Regions from separate parts of the Mus musculus genome. Here all the other regions are linked to region 1. The links are chromatin contacts, called in public Hi-C and HiChIP or PLAC-seq maps. All regions are on one chromosome and are shown on one strand. Each heading gives the region's core, a stretch centred on a gene start, on an enhancer-like site or on the middle of the called end of the contact. The rest is flanking DNA. Distances are from core to core; before and after follow the strand shown. Region 1 has its middle 55 kb from the start of Gm41925. Region 2 overlaps Gm41925 (a long non-coding RNA gene). Region 3 has its middle 24 kb from the start of Gm29012.

Region 1 (3,140 bases), core at 60-2,559:
TGCATTAGCTAGTTGTGCTTGCAAGATTCCTCACTGTAGAGCAATTTGTAGACCAATTACACCACCTTTGCAATTATTCTCAGCTAGAAAGCTTATACTTCATGGATAAGCAAGGAATGGAAGAAACTTGTTTCCTCTGTAAAAGTCCAGGAATGCAGGAAATCCTGGACAAGTGTGTGCAGGATGCAGGGTGCAGGGTACAGGGAGCAGGGAGCAGGGAGCAGGGAGCAGGGTGCAGGGTGCAGGGTGCAGGGTGCAGGGTGCAGGGTGCAGGGTGCAGGGAGCAGGGTGCAGGGAGCAGGGTGCAGGGAGCAGGGTGCAGGGTGCAGGGAGCAGGGTGCAGGGTGCAGGGTGCAGTGTGCAGGGAGCAGGGTGCAGGGTGCAGGGTGCAGGGTGCAGGGTGCAGGGAGCAGGGTGCAGGGAGCAGGGTGCAGGGTGCAGGGAGCAGGGAGCAGGGTGCAGGGTGCAGGGTGCAGGGAGCAGAGTGCAGGGTGTAGGGTGAGGTGATGGCCCCAAGTCTTCCTTCCATTTTACTTCCACCAAGACCAAGACAAAGCAGCAGCACAGAGACAGCCTTGACCATGCATCTCAGAGCTGAAGCCACGCCCTTTCTATTTCTGACTTTTCACTGGCCTGGTCATCTCCCAGCTTCCTCTGCTGAGTGCTGAAGACAAGTATCCACCGCCTAGCTTCTAGGGGAGAGTTAGGTTAGCCTTCTCCCACTTGTGTCAGATGCCTTGGCAGGTGGCCAGTAGGCCCAGTCATCTAATGAGCCTGGCCTGTGCCTGGGCAGCTGCAGATGTTTAGCCACACACACAGCATGCTCATGATCCGATGGGTTCTATGACCACAACAAACAGAAAAGCAGATAGCTCCAGCTCTGCTGGGACTGATCCTTGGCCAGCCTTCTAATTCTTAGGGAGACAGGTTCAAGGTAGCTAATAAGTAACTTGATCATATTTTTCTTAAAGCAACATGAACCTAACCGGCAGCTTAATTGCATTGCATAAGTGAACAATGTAATCACAAATTGGACCCTTTAAAACTGTCACCTGTCACCAAGAGAAGAATGCTTGGAGTGGAGGCTCTTCCTTTTGTCTGGGTTAATACTGAATCAAAGAGGTTTTTAAAGCAAGGAAGGTGAAAGGAACATGCATTTATCTTTTAGTGTAAAACCCTTAAAGCTCTAGCCTTGCCCGAAGCAACCAGCAGTTCCTCCCCCTCCCTTCTGTGTCCCTGTGTTAGCTTGCAGTGAGCTTCCAAATCCCAGATACTGACTATTGATCGGCATACTTGTTTAATTACCCAGCAGAGTGGGTTCTCCACCAATCAATTTCTCCTCTAAAATGCCAATCCTGCTCCGGAGGGAGGAGGGCCTCAACTGGTCTTTGTTTGCTTTCGAATTCCTGTTCTGAACAGAGTAAGTTCACACACGGGTTAATTTTTAAATTGCTCTCTTCTAACTTCATTGCCTTCTTACTTCACCCTGGATACCCGAGTGGCTCTAGAAATCCTTTTGCCTCTTCTTATTGCTAATTTAGCTTTGTTAAATTGTTTCACAATTAGCTGGCCTGCTCATTTCCCTGATTTCTTCTAGTCAACAACAGAGTTCTTCCCAGTTTGCATCCCAGATTGAAGTCTTTGAGGGCAGACAGGAGAGGCACTACTGATATTTATCCACCCTCATCTCCAGGAGAGAAGGAAGCCACAGCTTCTGTGTGGGTCTCATCACCTGGCTTGCCCCCAGAGCCTTTTTATAGGATCCAGGAAATCTGTGAGTTCAGACCTCTGTATTTTAAGGGCTTTGTGACACAGGAGTTTGTGCTGCACATCTGAGCCCCGTGGACACAGAGGGAGTACAAGATCAGGGCACTGCATTTTTCTGCAGAGAACTGAATGTTGACAATGACATTTCTAGGTCTTTAGAGAAAATCTCACCCTTTGTGTCTAATTCTAATTTTTATCTAATCTATGCTCAAAATGTTAGAGTCACATCAGAGCTGGCAATATGGCAGTCAGCAGAAACAGCATCTGCTCTGAGAGTCATTTCTGTTACTAACATTGACTGTCTGGTTCATAAACTAGTGAGTTACACACACACACACACACACCACCACCACCACCACCACCACCACCACCACCCATAAGCCTGCAGAAGGCCCAGACTGGCTTGATGCTAGTGGGTTCTTGGCTGCATCCTAATACATCAACTTTCATTGTGCTTTGGCTGGGTCTGGCCTGCAGTTTAAGATTAGCTAGAAGAACATTAAGGGGTCCTGTCGACACTCATTCCTGCACCTAAAAAGTCTGCCTGTATTTGGCTATTATGTGTTTTCTTTTCCCGGAATAGAGTATAAAAGTGTCCTTAAAGTCAGGAAAGCATCTCAGAGGCACAACTGCACTCCATTTTTTCCCAGGGTATTAATGGCTCGGGACTTAGCCACTTTGAGCCTCTAAACAGCATGACTCCAGCTGGGAAGCTAACAGGACCTTTCGCGTCTGTGATCTTCTATTTTTCTACTGGGATATTTAATACTATAGCTAAAAATAAACAGACTAATGGAAACTTTTTTCTTTTTTAAATAAGGCCACACATAAATATCAGAAAACTCCCAGGAACTAAAAGCTCCCAGTCTTTCAGTATCTGAGAGAGGAAACCGCAAGACTAACCCTAGAACAGTTTCGGCTGCCCTCAGGTCCCAGGAACTGTGACTAATGGAACTCCAACGTTGTACAAATTGTCCCAGAAGGAACTGATAGCATGTCAGAGACTAGAAGGACTGAGCTGTGTATGAAAATACATATTAAACTAGGGTGGATGGCAGTGCCACGGAGCCAGGGTTCAAGGAAGACAGCAGGTCGCCTATCCAAGCAGGTTTCCCACAGCATCAAGTCATCAATGTCTAGGGTGTTTGTGTCTTACTCCCTCTTATCCTTCCACTCTTGTTTGAAAAGGTACAGGATAGAGATGGTGTGTGGGTTTTTTTTTTTTTAAACCTAAGGCGGTTGATTGAGAATGAAAGCAGGTCCAAAGTCCTTTCTCAATGATCTGAAAACACTGTCGACTTTAACCGTGCAGACTCTTAAAAGATATTATGAAAGTCAATGTTTATGTTACAGGTACTGTGGCTTTGAAATCC
Region 2 (3,410 bases), core at 676-3,175, 66 kb after region 1:
GAGTAAACTAGAGAAAGGAGAGTCCGTGCTGTGGTCTACTCATAAGGGCAGGGACATGGAGCTGCCCAAAGGATCACTCCTATTGGCTTCCTAGGGCTGAGGTAACAAACTTCAAGACCTGGGAGCCTGAAACATCATCAGAGTATTCTCCTACAGTTAAAGAGGCTGAAATCTGTGATGAAGAACACCTACTGTCTTTCCCTGGCTTCTGCTGGTTACCAGTGCTTCTGGCTTCTATTACAATCTCCTGAATGCATGGCTTCTCCCTGTGTGTCTTTGTGTATACTGTTCTCTCTCATTTATGGACAGTTATTGTATGTAGGAGCCACTCAAATCCAAAATGGCCCTATCTCAAACCAACAAAGACCCTGTTTCCCATTGAGGTCACATTCTGAGGTTCTGCGTGGACGTGAAGTGCCTGAGAGGTTGCTATTGGTGTGCTATTTCCCTCTACTCTCCCTCCCACCATACCCCACCCCACCCCACCCCACCCCTGTGAACCTTTACTCTGAAAATACGTTCCCTACAAAAGCGCTACAGATGAACATTCTATGCAGAGTCTCAGCCAGACTCCCTGATGGGCAGTTGACATCATAGTCATCATTTCCATGAAAAGGAACTCCATGGATAGCAAGGAACATGGACCTGGAAGCCCCCTTCCTCCCACCCCCCATAAAAGGAAGTATCGGGGCTACTGTGTGGATGGAGAGACCACACACAAGGCTTGAACATTAAACCTGTAGAGTTTGCAAAACTCCCTTTAGTGGCAAGAGGATAGATGGTATTCCAGAATAAACAAGTGACTGGGTCTGTATCTGTTATTTAATTTCTGTAAGCTACACTGAGGAAGCTATTGATGGTAAGGTGTTTCTGCAAAAGCAAAATAAACCAAAACCCTGCTGTCTAGCTGGTCAGCTCAGTGGAAGAGATTGGGCTTAGCACTTATGAAGACCTTGGTTTTACTTTTGGCGTTGCCAGTAACATAAATAATGCTAACAACAGGAGATTTGAAGAAGAAAAGTCCTGCATGCAAGTCTAAAGCAATATAGAGAGCTGAGGGTATTTTCCCTTTGTAAGCTCAGTGATGACACATCACATGTGGCTCAGGGCCATTCAAACGCTATCCTCTAAGCCTGACACATAGGGATAAATCCTAGGAAGGAACCAAATGAGAGTTTCTTTGCCTATAGCAGTGGTTCTCAAACTTCTTAGTGCTACAATCCTTTAATAAAGTTCCATACGTTGTGGTAACCCCAACCATAAAATTATTTTTGCCCTTACTTCATAATTGTAATTGTGCTATTGCTATGGGTCATAATATAAAATATCTGATATGCAACCTATCTGATATATGACTCCTGTGAAAAGCTTGTTGTAGCCCTGAAAGTTGAAAACCATGGCCTATGTTAGAATGAATTGCTGTCCCAGCACTGACACCTGAGGACCAGGAAGTCCTGTGTGAAGTATTGGTGGCCTGAATTTTTATTGAGGCTCTATGACACAGACATGAGTGACATGGTGGACCTCAGTCTTCAGTCCTTATCAACTCTCTATTGACTCAAAGCCATCAACCTCAGTGTTAGTTCTGCTTGCCAAGGCTCACTTGCCCTCAGTGTATCACTCCCAAAGGCATTATCTCTGGTCACACATGTAGGGCAGAAGTCAGGCTTCTTTTAGAGCTAGGCTTAATTTTCTACTTCATTTTCACTATTTCAGATTTTCATTCTCTTATTTATTTTTAAATGAATGTAAGTTTTTAAGTCACTTAGATATTGAATGAATGGGTAAAACTTAAACCACAGCACAACTGACATTTTTCTGTTTGTACATGCACTAAACATGTGAGCAGTTGCAAGCAACCTGGGTTAGAGATGCCAAAAAGTTCCTTTGATCTGTTTAAAGTCATAATAACACATGTTTGTCCCCACACAGTCCTGTTGAGCTTCACAATTCTTTCATCACATTAGAGTGCAATGCTTGCCAGGAAACAATGCTCTCCAAATGTTGAGGCAAAACAAAACACCTCACGGACATATCTGCTCACCTTAGAAGCAAAGGTCTAGCTTTCCTATTGTGAAATAGTAAAAAATAAGAAAAAGCAAGACTCATTTTAAATGCTCTGCTAAGAATCTCCAAATGCTGTAGTGAATATAAATATATAATTATATCAAATTAAGTGAAAATTTGAGCTTTCTGTGCATAGGATAGTGGACCTACAGATATGAATGCACAGAGCATGAAAATGCCAAGATAGCACAATGCTGAGGGGCACTGGCTCCATCAGATGAAGCTGCTGATTCTGCCAGAGTCAAGTAGAAACAAGAGCATGTGAACAGTTAGTGATTTGGGGCGACACAGGGAATGCCTACTCCATGTCATGTCAATGTGTGGTGCCATGTGTACAGCAATATTTGGAAACAAGGTATAATTTACTGACTCCGTGCTGAGACATGTGTCCCCCCAGCCATGGGAGGTGACCCTGCTACCCAGGGTTTTCTGCTCACTCTAGTGAGAAGAAGGAACATACATCTTTTGGGAAGAGACAGGGTTGCCCTGAAACACTTACTTCTAATGTAAGTAGCTCTTCTTCCCTGATTTCAGGTTGAGACCTAATTGATTAAGCTAATCTCAGAAGGTGGTTAGAAATCTTTAACTTTCAAGAGATTTTTTTAGAGTCATTACCATGATATGCTCAGAATAGCCTTATGAGGGTCGTGAATCCCATGAGGAGGGTATCCCTGGGCTTGCAGCAGGGAGGACTATGACTCCATGGCTATACTTGGAGAACTTCAGAGACCTGACTCACGTCTTAGGACTCATCATATTGTTGAAGTTCATCTCACAATACTTAGCTCCCTCTCCCCATCCCACCCCCCCCCCCACACACACACTGCTTTTTAACAAGCAAGAGTTTTCAAATTGTAAGGCATGCTGGCAAGATTTCCATTTTAAGAGGCTTAAATTTTTAATTTTCTTTCCCATCTCATCAGAACATTTAAAAAAGTTTTATGCTGCTTTTTATTATGTCACATTCTGAATACTTCCTGCCACTTAGAATCTGACTCTTCCCCCCAACCCCCCCCCCAAGAGAGCCTGGGCAGGGCCTGATTTTCTAGAACTCAGTAAATAGTGAATCCTGTAGGTAGAGAATAACCCACCAGGCAGAAATGAGTCAAAGCCCCTTCTGCCTCATAAGATGCCAGTAGGTGAAAGAGATAGAAGCTTATGAATTTGGACCCATGGGGACAGTAGCCCAGGGTGCACACAGTTTATCTAGCCTGCCTGGGACCTTAGGGATGTTGTTTAGTTTGTTTCTAAAGCATCCAGTGGCAGTGTCCTCCCCTAGCCTTAGCCTGCTGAATTGAATCAGGATGCGTGTCTTTTGTTCGATGCCCTCACACTAGTGGCAT
Region 3 (3,397 bases), core at 87-2,586, 86 kb after region 1:
TAGTTCTAGAATAAGTGGCTTGGTAGAACAGCAGATGTTCTAAAGAGACTCGTGTGTTCCTCAATTTAACTATCAGATTACTGAAGCAGTGGATCTCAGTAGTGGGGAAAGAGACCTCTTGTCTCTTATAAAAGAGATCTCATACCGTTGTAACAAGTCAGACCACCTTACAGAGTGAGGCTAAACAGAGATCATAGTGAGTCAGTGGTGGGCAGAGTCACACCTTGACCCGGACTGCTTAGATGTGTGCATCCCCAGACCTCTATCCAAATCCTAATTTAACTTGAGGACCCTAAAAATAGACTGAAGGAGTCAATGGATCTCTTTGCCCCTAGTCCCAGTGTGGTCACATTGAGTTCATCTCCTTTTACTGCTTTCTGCTGCTGGTTTTGTGGTTTTAATTGCTTTTTCAAGGACTGCTGGGTAAATGTGACTTTTGAGGGGGTCTCAGAATCCAAGTTCAGTAGCACAAGTATTGTCTCAGTTGTAGCACAGAAATCCCTTAGGCCTTGGCAACCTTGCACATTTGGTTACCCTTGCTCTGGGGGGAGGGAGGGAGGGAGGGAGGGAGGGAGGGAGGGAGGGAGGGAGGGAGAGAGAGAGAGAGAGAGAGAGAGAGAGAGAGAGAGAGAGAACATTAAGTCAATCCAGTTTGGAAAAGAAAATAGAAGCTGTAAGTCAGCTACTAGGCTGTAAAAAAGCACCCTTATCTTGATAATTGCTCTCTGCTTATTTTTGTTACCCTGTAATCTAGTTCCTGGTTGTAAATCTTATGGAAGGAAAATGGACTGTTGGCTTGCTTAGGGCTGGGCAGGGTGTGCCATTTGGCAGTGCAAACTCAGGGCAGTTGGCTGAGAGAAGAAACTTCAAGCTAGGGTAGGTAAAGACTGCTTCAAGCAGGAGAGGGGCACATCCTAGTTCCAAGTAAAAGGAAGACCTGAGCACAGCAGAAGCTAGTTTGGCCCCTACGTGGCCTGAGAAAGGGAGGCCTCTTTCTAGATCACTTAGGGTACTTGGTGTCTCAGCCTCCCAGGCAAAGCTTCAGTCTCTAAAGACCTTCCTCCTCTCTCTGGCTGGATACTGAATTCCTTTCCCCAACAAGGCACTTTGGGGAATTAATTTCTTAATTTCTACACTATCCTGAAGGGGAGGGAACAAAGACAAAGGGGAAGTAATTAAGGTTAGTTCTTGGTTCTTTTCATGATATTTATTTTTTCTTCCTTCTTTGTCTTCGTTCTCTCCATTCCTTCCTTGCTCAGCCTCTACCATGTCTACTTCCCTTCTTTTCCAGAGCCCCACCATGGTCAAGCCTAAGAGCCACTACTGCCCTCTTGTGTTTCTGTGATGGAAGATCTCATTCCCAGGGCCATCTTCACGTGGGGAAAGAGACAAAGCGAGTCAGACAGTGGAGTATGCAAAAAACTGGGAATACAGTGCGACTTCAAATACTAAAATAGGGATAGCTGAAATCCAGATGGGGTGGCCTGATAGGCACTGGGGAAGCCAAACAGCATGGGCTCAGAGCGGGATTCCCTCTGATCTGTATTCAGTGAACTGGAGAGTGCTAATCCTAGCTCTGGTAAGCACTGAGGACAAGAGCCCTGTCGGGTATGCAGATATTTTAATGCCTAGCCCAGCACTGACTCTGCCTTGATTGAGACCTGATTAGAGTAACAAATACCCAGGAGGTGAGTAAAATACATCTCTGGGTGAGTCTGTCATGATGTTTCTAATGAACATTAACCAAGGGCAGAAGACCCCCTTTGAATATGGCTAATACAGTCTGAGAATTATTAGAGAGCGCCCAGAAAGGTTCAAGTGGGAAATCTAAAAGTTCCAAAAATATTTATTCTGAACTTAGGCCCCTTTGGAGAAAAAGGAGGGATAGTGGCAGGGGAAGAAAGCCTGTGAGTGTAGACATAGACTGGGTTCTCTATCCTCCTCTGCTGTTTATACCACCCCTTCCTGGCCATGACAGTGTGAGCTAGTTTCCTCTCCCAACTCTCTCTCTGCCAAATGGATGGAAACTTTGAAAATGTGAGCCAAATAAATATTTCCTCCTGTAAGTATATGCTCAGGCATTTTGTCAGTGAAACAGAAGTCTGATTATCTCAGAATTATACCACAGTTGCCTAGACTGGCATTGTGTATGTAGTATGTTTTCACCATGTGCTAGATCCAGTTTTAATATTCATTTTACTAGTAACATAACCTTATACCTTATGGGCATCTTTTACAGATGAAGACTGTAAAGCAGAGGGGTGGCTACTCATCCAGGCTGAGTGGCAGAGTCAGAATTCAAACCCAGCTTTTCTGGTGCATGCGCTCTCTCTCTGAGGACCCGTCAGCAAGTGGGTCTCCCAGGTTCAAGTTTCTGAATCTTGTCACAGTGTGAACATCTATCACATTTTGAAAGAGAAAGCTTTGGCAAACTAAGCAGAGTTTATGTGAGCAACACACACTTCACAAATCCTGCCATTTCAGAACCAGAAGATGTTCAGTGTCCACTGTCCAGGTGGACAGACAGAGTTTGCAGACAGACAGCAGCCGCTGCTGGTGTCTTAAGCAACACCTTTGATCTAGAAAAGAAAATGAGACATAATGATTTATACTTGACTACTCAAAATTCTCTGAATGCCTGTAAAATTATAATTACTTAGTGCTCCATTAAATAATTTGTGTATATGTGTGCGTGTGTGTGTACACGTGTGTGTGTGTACACGTGTGTGTGTGTACACGTGTGTGTGTGTGTGTGTGTAACTGGCTGAGTTTTAGCCAATAACAGGATCTAATTCTCAGCTGGTCACAAGCTCCAGCTCATCAGACCACACCCAAATATGGCAGGCACAGAGATGGAAAAAATCATTTCCTTATGTCATGTCCTCTCTCTAAAATTCTACTTGCCCATCATGGGGAATGGAGCACTGTGAAGCTGTTCTGTTTCCTAGAAGCATCAGAATTTATAATTTTTTCTTTGCTGAATAAACTGCTTAATTTGTCAACACCTTTATATAAAAAAATACAATGTATTACAATATACAACAATGTATTTGTCAGCTGTTATAAAAGGATAAATCTTCCACAAACATGTATGAATCTGGAGAACACGATGTTACACAGAATAGATTACATACAGGAAAGCAAATACTGCATCTTCTCAGTTGCATGCAAGAGCTGAACTTTTGCTCTCACAGAAACAGGGTATAGAATCAGCATTGCCATAATCTAGGAAGGGGGTTGGGGAGAGGAGAAGCAGAGATGGTGGTTACCATGTGCAGAGCTGCAACTGCGTTGGAGAAAGAGCCTCCAATGTTTTGAGTGCAATAATAAGCATGGCTGATGACAATTAATTATATATTCCAAAATATCTAAGAAAGGACGTTGTATGTTCCCCACC

What was found. Hi-C and Micro-C count contacts between places; a contact is called where the count stands out from the background. HiChIP or PLAC-seq counts read pairs in DNA pulled down with a chosen protein or histone mark.
Region 2: a contact with region 1 is called in a Hi-C map of liver, with 8 times the contacts expected there. The contact joins two enhancer-like sites. A contact is called at or near these places in 1 of 39 promoter capture datasets (liver), 1 of 15 datasets of contacts at CTCF or cohesin (liver), 6 of 484 Hi-C or Micro-C datasets (bone marrow-derived macrophages and liver) and 7 of 115 datasets of contacts at active chromatin or transcription factors (hepatocytes, intestinal villus epithelium, kidney and 2 more).
Region 3: an H3K4me3 HiChIP or PLAC-seq map of intestinal villus epithelium shows a contact between it and region 1, with 7 read pairs. The contact joins two enhancer-like sites. A contact is called at or near these places in 4 of 484 Hi-C or Micro-C datasets (bone marrow-derived dendritic cells, bone marrow-derived macrophages, liver and 1 more) and 6 of 115 datasets of contacts at active chromatin or transcription factors (hepatocytes, intestinal crypt epithelium, intestinal villus epithelium and 3 more).

The regions. Positions count from the first base shown.
Region 1 is chr1:105,177,175-105,180,314 of GRCm38.p6, reverse strand. No RefSeq gene overlaps it. Among named protein-coding and RNA genes, the nearest start is that of Gm41925, 55 kb to the right of the region's middle. Within about 2 kb of position 1,309, at least 84 of the 459 cell types and tissues checked have an H3K27ac peak or open chromatin away from gene starts, as enhancers often do. A contact at or near this core is called in hepatocytes, intestinal crypt epithelium, intestinal villus epithelium and 1 more, where this site is marked.
Region 2 is chr1:105,111,471-105,114,880 of GRCm38.p6, reverse strand. It overlaps Gm41925 (a long non-coding RNA gene), which reads left to right. Exons shown (of 2, transcript XR_878425.1): 2 at 1-387. Among named protein-coding and RNA genes, the nearest start is that of Gm29012, 3.3 kb to the left of the region's middle. Within about 2 kb of position 1,925, at least 12 of the 459 cell types and tissues checked have an H3K27ac peak or open chromatin away from gene starts, as enhancers often do. A contact at or near this core is called in hepatocytes and liver, where this site is marked.
Region 3 is chr1:105,090,635-105,094,031 of GRCm38.p6, reverse strand. No RefSeq gene overlaps it. Among named protein-coding and RNA genes, the nearest start is that of Gm29012, 24 kb to the left of the region's middle. Within about 2 kb of position 1,336, at least 21 of the 459 cell types and tissues checked have an H3K27ac peak or open chromatin away from gene starts, as enhancers often do. A contact at or near this core is called in hepatocytes, intestinal crypt epithelium and intestinal villus epithelium, where this site is marked.